Regions from separate parts of the Hordeum vulgare genome. Here region 2 is linked to region 1. A link is a contact called in public Hi-C data. All regions are on one chromosome and are shown on one strand. Each heading gives the region's core, a stretch centred on a gene start, on an enhancer-like site or on the middle of the called end of the contact. The rest is flanking DNA. Distances are from core to core; before and after follow the strand shown.

Region 1 (4,489 bases), core at 1,275-3,774:
GGCGAAGCCGTGCAGGAGACCTCGTCTCTCCATCGACACCACACCGTCATGCTGCTGGAGTTCTTCCCCAACCTCTCCCTCCTCCTTGCTGGATCAAGCTGCAGGAGACGTCACCGGGCTACACGTGTGTTGAATGCGGAGGTGCCGTAGTTCGGCACTAGATCGGAATCACACCGCGATCTGAATCGCCGCGAGTACGACTCCATCAACCGCGTTCTAGTAACGCTTCCGCTTAGCGATCTTCAAAGGTATGAAGATGCTCTTACCCCTCTCTCGTTGCTGGCCTCTCCATAGGAAGATCTGAATATGCGTAGGAAAATTTTGAATTTATGCTACGTTACCCAACACAAACAAGGTTGGGCAATCTCCACAACTTAATTGGAGGCTCCCAACAACACCATGGAGCTTCACCACAATTGAATATGGCTTCGAGGTAACCTCAAATGCTCGGGGCAATCTCCATAACCTAATTGGAGACCCCGAAGCTTGCCCGGAGCTTTACACCACAATGATTGAGATCCAAGGCACCACGAAGCTTCTAGGACGCCAAAGCATCCACGAGGAACAATTTCTAGGGTACCAATTACCCAAGGGTAATAATCTTCTCAAACTTTTCACTTCCACGTATCACCGTGGAGAATTCAAACCTATGCACCAAATGCAATGGCAAGGGCACACGGAGTGCCCAAGTCCTTCACTCCCAAATCCCTCCACAACAACTAATGCTATTGAAGAAAAATAGAGGAAGAGCGAAGAAGAACATGAAGAAATCCAAGATCTAGATCCTAGGGGTTCCCCTCACATAGAGGAGAAAGTGATTGGTGGAAATGTGGATCTAGATCTCCTCTCTCTTTTCCCTCAAGAACTACCAAGAATCATTGAAGGGATTGAGAGTTAGCAAGCTCAAAGAAGGTCAACAATGGGGAGCAAAAACGAGCTCAACGGATAGAAAACCATTGGGGAAGAAGACCCCCTTTTATAAGGGGGGAATGAGTCTGTCCTTTACCCACCCCCTCAGCACGAGCGAGAGCGGTATTACCGCTCCAGGGAGCGGTACTACCGATGATAAGAGGCAGTACCGCTCAGGGGAGTGGTACTACCGCTCAAGCAGAGGGAGGCCAAGCCAAAGACGAGGTAGGGAAGCTAGTACCTCCCGGAGCGGTGGGCGGTACTACCGCCCAGTACTACCGCAAAGTCCGACCACAAAAGTGTTTGCACTTCCGAGCAGCGGTACAACCCAGCGGTACCAGCAGAGCGGTACTACCGCCGGCCAGGGCGGTACGACCAGTGATAAGAGGTGGAGCGGTACTACCAGTGATAAGAGGTGGAGCGGTAATACCGATTGGAAGAGAGAACCTGTCCAGAACTGCCATAACTTTCGCATACGAGCTCCGAAATGACCAAACTCAAGCTTGTTGGATTCAGGAAATCTTAAGAACATGCAGCTATGAAAATTTCAATGATATAGAGATGTGAAACCTCTATGAATGAAGAATTGACAAAAACTCCAACATAAAAAACATCATAGAAGATGCATATGAACTCCGTTTTTGATGAACTTGAGCTTGTCATAAAGATGATCATAAGCTCTAAAACTCACGAAGAGAAACACCAAACAAGAACCAAGAAAGATGATGCACAAATGGTTTGAGCTCTCAATGAACGATACGATCAAGCTACTCACTTGAGAGCCCCCCTTGACAGTACGACAATCTATCCTAAAATAGAAAACCTATCAAGGGCAAACCTATACCTTGAACATAGTCCACTTGAGCTAGATGTTGACGATGTTGACTTCCTCAAGATGAACCACCTTTCTTGATTGCGCTGGCTCGATGAAGACTTAAATTCCTCCCCCATACCCCACTATGGGTGAGCCACTATTGAGCACATCTTCACAAGTCCATTGCCACCACAAAGGACGGCAAGCTTCAAGCAAGATATTGCCATGATGCTCCACTTGAACTTGCACACCGCAATCTTGACGACGATCACCACTTGACGTCATCCTCCATAGGTTGTATGAGATCTTTCTCTTGACTCAAGCCCATGAAAACACATCTAACCCCAGATAGAACTCTTACGAAAATCATGGGTTAATGCACAAAGCGTAATGGACAACGCTAGACTGTATATGCGACTATTTGAACGTGTCAACTTAAAAAAACAATATAGAGCCATGTAACTAGCGTTGGTTGGATGCCGTATTTTTGTCGTGAACTGGTTCTTCGATGTCTGCGACAGATATGGGTAAAAATTTACGGGTTAAGATGTCTTTTCAATATAAATTATTGCAATTTGAATATTGCAATATCAGTGAATTACAAATACAAAAGTTCATTTAAGTGAAAAACAGTTATACTCTTTAAAAAAATATAGATGCAGCTATACCATATATGAGCTATACTCTTGATTGACCATGGAATAAAACCGTGCGCTGCGGGCTGCCGATCCTTTTACGTATCCGTCGTCGGTCGCGCGCCCAAATAAAACAGTTTGGACTACTACTGGTACAATCTCGCTTCTGTTGCGTGTGTAACTGCCAACTGCCCTCGACCCGCCGCTTCCGTCCCCCCGTCCCCCGCCGAGTCCCGACCGACGGAGATGGCGGTCCCGGGAGGAGGAGCCGCCGCCGCCGCGCTCGCCCTGACCCTCCTACTCCGCTACTGCGTTCCCGGCGGGGCCTACGGCTCCCCGGCGTCCTCCACCCTCCGCCACGCCGTGCCGCGCGGCGACGCCGGCGGCGGACTCTGCGGGCAGCTGCTCCTACCACTGGGCTACCCGTGCACCGAGCACACCGTACGTACGTTGCCTGCTGCTAGTATATGTAGTACTACTACACATCCTCCTCTACCTTCATCCTTCCTCTCGGTTCCTCCACTGGTGATTATTCTCGTGCCGATTTCGACCATGTCCCCCAGCGAAGCCAAGGGAAGGGGAGGTTTGTTTACTCGTTGACTTATCCGTATGGTGTTGGGCCATGATTGTGTCTATCCGGATGGTAATCGAACGAACAGCTAGCCTAGCAACCAAAGTAGATCGGGGAGAACCGAATTGTTATGTGTCCGTATGTAGGTAGCCATTTTTCTTTGAACTGTACGTAGGTAGGCTTGCACTTGCGTGCATTCATGCGGCAGTGTCCTTCTGTTTTCTTGCCAGGTGAAGATGAAATGGTTGAGAGATACTGTTCCTGTTCCAAGGGAAGAAAATGCAATCGACGTAGAAAATAAGTAATTAATGTAAGAGTGTGTCTCAAGTGAACTGGGATAGCAATTACTTGTGTCATGGAGCTCCTTTACTCTCAGGCAAAGTAGTCCATAACCTTTGTTTCAACTCCAAGCAAAAGACAAGCTTACTGGCAGACGGTGCTTACACTCCTTTACTTCGATTCCTAGTTTCAGGGCACAACTCTACGACAGGCATTGTCACATCCATCTTGAACCCAACATACTTCCGTTAGAACTGACCCGTGACAGATGATGCTGACTTGTTGACACCATTTACGGTGCAAATGCCTGGTTGCGAGTTCATTTGTTTAGCACAGATATCTTGCAAAACTTTAACAAACTATTGACAAATCAGTGACTGCACAATCATCCTGGTATCACATGGCACATGCTGGTGGCGCTTCTGCCCACAGTGACGGCAGAGTGAAGAAAGAGAGCTTTTGATGTTTTAATTCAAAACACTATTAATATCTTGCAGTGAAAGCTTGTCGCTGGTCACAACTAATGTGTTGTTATGTGTATTTAGATCAATTATCTTGAAGGAAATTTATCAAACACCATGGAACTTTTCTTGAAACTTAATGTCCTTCTTTTCCTTCCATCCCTGCTCTTAAGTTCATCAAGTATGAATAGTAACAGAAGCTCCCCCCTGGCTGCCACTCTTTTGTATATGGATCTTAATTTTTTTTTTGCCTTGCAGGTTGAAACAAACGATGGCTTTCTTCTGTCTCTTCAGCATATTCCACATGGCAAAAATGGAGTTGCAGACAATACTGGACCTCCAGTTTTTCTTCAACATGGTCTTTTTCAGGTTTTTTTCCTCATTACAGCCATCTTTACATAGCTTTTGATCTTGTCGTGTTTCAATTGTAATTTGTTCCATATCTGGATGTTTCATTAGATAATGCAGTCCTTATCTTCAACTGTCATATTCACTGTTCAGTCGCATCAGCCTCTATTTTCAAATGGCTTTGCTTTATCCAAATCCTTGACAGGGAGGAGACACATGGTTCATAAATTCTGCTGAACAGTCGCTTGGATATATCCTTGCTGATAATGGTTTCGATGTTTGGATTGGAAATGTTCGTGGAACACGTTGGAGTAAAGGCCATTCAACTTTCACTGTTCATGATAAGGTGAGTGTACTCTATAGAAAGTTACATTATGAAACACCACTTCCTGCAAAAAAGGAATAAATTGGGTATCTACAGTAAGTCTTCTGATTTGACAACTCACCCAATTGCATGGTAGCAAAAATAAAG
Region 2 (4,489 bases), core at 1,156-3,655, 240 kb before region 1:
ACAAAATTAATACTGCAGAATTGAATTGAAACTTCCTGGGAAATAGCATTCCCTGTTAAAACCATTAACTGTTGCAATTGTAAAACTAAATTTCACACATGTCCCCTACTGAAACTAACATCAATTTGTGGAAGAAAATCGCATTATCACGGCATTTCAAAAGATTTTAAACATGTGGCTCACCAGTTTGAGAAAGTTTAGTCAAAACACAGTTATTCGTCCCCAATAGGGACTTGTGTAATTGCAGAGCTATCAAATACATCCATCCTGGACAAGAAGAAAGCGTCCTAGTCCTTGAAACAGGGTTTTGCTCGCTTTATATATAAAGCAATCACAGAACAAAGTACATGGCCGAATGATACAAGGTGATAGGACAACCCTCAAATAACACCGATCCCAAGATATTCGGATCACACAAGACGCAAGCGACTATGCTACCGACATAGAGCACGGGAAGAACCGAGTACAACGCCACGCTATGCCCTAAAACACCCACGCTGCACGGCAATGCCCCCAAGTAGGAAAACGACGCTAAGCGTCACCGTTGTCGAGTCCATGGCGGACAAAAGTTTTTACCCGGAACGCAGACACGGAGAGGAGCTCCATGACGACGTCTTCAAGAAGAAAGCGGTGTCATCGTCGACGACAAAGCGCAAAGCTTTCGCTCGCAACTCCCACATGCCACCGAGGTCTTTAGGATAAGCGTAACGAGTTCAGCTCCCCAGATCTGGATCGGAGTGACACCACTGCCAAAGACAGAGAGCACGCCCGAGCCGCCCACCGTTGTACATGTCGTCGCCCACACGACCAATAGACATAGCCACCGCCGCCGCCGCCATGGTGTTCACTGGAGAGCTAACCATGCAGACCACCTTCCAGGGTCGCCGCCCCGACATCCATGCCACGAGATATCGTGAACCGCCCGCTTCACATAGCACAAACCATGGCAGGAAAAGCCCAGCATCAGCCACCGAGGCAGGGTCAACGCCACCACCGTAGGGGCGCCAACGCCTGCAATCCCCTCCAATGGACTGGTGGGGGGGCATTACCCAGCGACTGCCGACGGCTATCGTCGAGTAATCAGCTCCGACGATGGTAAGTCTGCGGCCTGAAGCACCGATCCTATTGCCGGGTCAACATTGTCCCAACCACCACCTCCATGGACCTTCACCGACGCCACAACATGAGGACGCCTGCACATCAGAACCACAAGGTCCCACCTTGGCTTGGCCGGAGACGACCCAGAGCCGAGCAATCTGACCCCAAGGTGACACCGCGCCAGAACTCGCACAAGGAGCAACCAAGCCCGAGCAGAAGAACCACGTAAAACTCCTGCCCTGAAGGCAAGTCTGCCTCGCCGGTACACTGCCGGCAACCGCACCCGCAACAGGAGGCTTCCGCCCCAACAAATGGGACCGCTGATGACAGCCGGCAACCCCGGTCGCCGAGCAGTCGCTCCGGTGCCCCCGCTCCCCATCGGCTCCCCAAAGAAGACCCTTCACTGCCGTCCACAGCCAAGGTCACCACCAACCGAACCCTGGCCCGCCTTCACGCCCGCTTGAAGAGCTGCAGCACCACCGCAGGCCGCCAGCGAGACTACCGTAGGTGGCTCACCACGGCCAGCAGGCCCTCGACAAGCCAGCCCAGCACGGACGAGGCGAAGCGCCTCCACCCCCCGCGTCATCCAGATCGGGTCGACCGGGAGCCGGAGCTGCCGCCGCCAACCCTAAAACGCACCACCACCACCGTTCAGCCATCGACGCCACATAGCCGCGACCCCCAGCACCGCCGCCGGTCGCCACCGCCGCGCCGCCGCGTCCTGCACCAGGCCGCGCTCCGGCTTGGCTAGAGCGGCCTGCGCCGAAACCCCCCCCCCCCCACACCACCACCACCACGACGCGAGAGGAAGAGGGTGCCCCGCGCACACCGGCGACGGCGAGGAGAGAAGAGGGAGAGGACAAGGGCCGCGGGCTGGCGGCGGGTAGGGCCCCTCCCCTGCCGCCCGCGGGAGGGGAGGGGAGGAGAAAGCGCCCTGGTGGCCTCGTCGTTAGAAAAGTAGAGGGCGGGAAGAGGGCCTCGTCGTCCCTAACCATGGCCAACGCGAGTGAGGCCGGCTGCTTCCTCTCGTTGCTGCTCCAAGAAGGTGGCCCTCTTCGCCGCCGTCAGCGCTCGAGGAAGGCTTAGTCGTTGCCGCTCAGACCGCAAGACCCCTGCTGCCGCCACTCTGCAGGCTGGCCCCAACCAGCAGGCCATCTCCTCTTCCGAAGCTCTCTACTCCTTTGTCTCCGGTGAGATTTTCTTCCAAAGTTTGTGAGAAGAAAGGTCATCAGGCGGTGAAGGGTGAAGATAAGGTTGAGCGGGAACATACGGGAAACCGGGCCCAGCCAGGATGGGCGACGGTGGGCTTCGTGCTAGGCACCCTTCCGTTTCCATACTTTGAGTTCGTTGTATTACTTCCTCGGTCTTAAAAATAAGACACTTATTTCAAAACGGAGGAAGTATTATTTATGGCTTGACATATATATAGACGAGAAGTAATCACTGTAACGCAGATCAATCTTCCTTAATAATAAAACACGCATCGTTTCTAACGTCCGTCGTGGCATTTTTGCAAAAAACATCCCTGTAGTTTCATCTAATTAACCCGCGGTACGTTTTTAAGTGAGGCTAAACCATTTTTTTCACATTTTACACAAAACCCCCTTACTTTCGTGCTAAATAACCCGCAGTCCAAATTATATTCAGAACGAATCGTTTTTTAAATTTTTTACATACACCCCTCACATATGCGTTAATAACCTCGAAGTCCATTCAGAATAAATATGTATTTTCAAATAACAATATCTTTTAAACCGTAAATCCAATTTAAACATGTTATATATGAAACTTGATTAGAAAAATGTGTAGAGTTTGAATATGTTGTTATTTTACATATTAAATATTTAAAAAAATACTATTTAGGATACAATGCTAATCAATATTTGTCTTTATTTCGTACCGACTATTTGTATTGTAACATGTTAACTTAAGCATCAATATTTGGGAAATGTTATAATCTTTGGACATGATATACTTGCATTAGGTTCTTTCTTTGTACATATTTTATAATCTAAGACCTTACGTACGTGCCTTTTTTTGACAGTATCCACACGCGTTTTTACCAATGGGCTACATTTTTTTATTTTTCTCCCGTTGCAACGCACGGGCATTTGTGCTAGTCAGTAATAAAGATAGTCTTATCCCTACTTCCTCTCTTTTATCTACCTTTTTATGTGATCAACTACAACGCTCGCTACGCTCTGTAACCTTGGGTCAAAATCGTCGGCAGAAATTGCGTAACACATTTTCATCGAGCCTGCGTCAAGCCTACCTCAAGCAGGCTCTCATCAATCCCACGGAGGTATAGGATCAGATCACTTCTTCTTGCAAAAATGAATTCCTTATGTTATCACAATTTCATTTTTGCGATTAGTTTATTCTTCGGATCAAGTTTATCTATGTTGTGGATTTTTCTTGCGAGATCGCGGCCGACTAGATGCCGCTGGCACAATGTTGATCGGTCTTGCACAACGAGAAACTTGTTGATTACACTATAAGGAGACGGTGGTTAGACGTACTCCAGATAAGCACGACACCGCCGCGATGTACTGAATGTACATGCGTCGTGATGTCCCAATGACGCACGATCTGTCTTGTCCTCAATAGCTACACTAACTGTCGGTGTTTACTCACGACATCAGCCATGGCTAGGCTAAACATGAGTGGTGGAAACCGTAAGGACACCGGCGGGCTCCAGGAACGGGACTGGTACAAGCGAGGGATGCATGATGTACCCAGGTTCAGGGCTCTCCGTAGAGATAACACCCCTAGTCCTGCCGGAATGGTTGATGCACCAAAGGGATTATAGTGTGCTCCTTGAGTTGTTCGACGGAGGAGGAAGAAGGAGTTGCCGGCTCGCGTCTACCTCTCCTGTATGGGTGTGTGTGTGAGCAGTTGACCGACCCTCTGCATGGAGGGGGGTCGGGGAGTTTTATAGACAAACCCACCGACCTACAATATGGATAAAAGTACGAAAGAGGGGCCCGCCTAGAAGCCTCGCTGGCTGAGCAAGGGACCCACAGTAGTCTGGTCTTGTCGTTGGAGGGGCCCGCCGGCTGCGAGGTCCCATCTGGCCATGGGATTCGCCGGCGAGCCAATGGAGTTCTCGCGTAAGGCCGACGCAGGACATGTGTAGTACGTCCGGCGTCGTATTGTGAGATTCGTCATGGGTCGTGAGTATGGCCGTCTCCACTATTACCACACCAAGCTTGGTAATGGAGTGGGTGCTGATGGGCCTATACTGTGCTGGTTTGATGGATCGGAGTCGGCCTAGGTCAGCGGCATGGCCGCTGACATTGTATCTGTCGTGCGCCCCAATCTTGTACATGTGCTGACGCGTATCCACCTTTATTCGTAGAGTCTAGTCCCAGCCTAGGTTTGGATGTGACTA

The links. Hi-C and Micro-C count contacts between places; a contact is called where the count stands out from the background.
Region 2: a Hi-C map of leaf shows a contact between it and region 1, with 4 times the contacts expected there. The contact joins the promoter of LOC123452430 here to the promoter of LOC123397762 in region 1. A contact is called at or near these places in 4 of 6 Hi-C or Micro-C datasets (leaf and seedling).

What each region holds. Positions count from the first base shown.
Region 1 is chr5H:344,728,416-344,732,904 of MorexV3_pseudomolecules_assembly, reverse strand. It overlaps LOC123397762 (triacylglycerol lipase 1), which reads left to right and starts at 2,524. Exons shown (of 9, transcript XM_045092295.1): 1 at 2,524-2,799; 2 at 3,928-4,038; 3 at 4,223-4,363. The coding sequence starts at 2,605.
Region 2 is chr5H:344,967,692-344,972,180 of MorexV3_pseudomolecules_assembly, reverse strand. LOC123452430 reads right to left here and starts at 2,405. Exons shown (of 6, transcript XM_045129076.1): 1 at 2,091-2,405. The coding sequence starts at 2,253.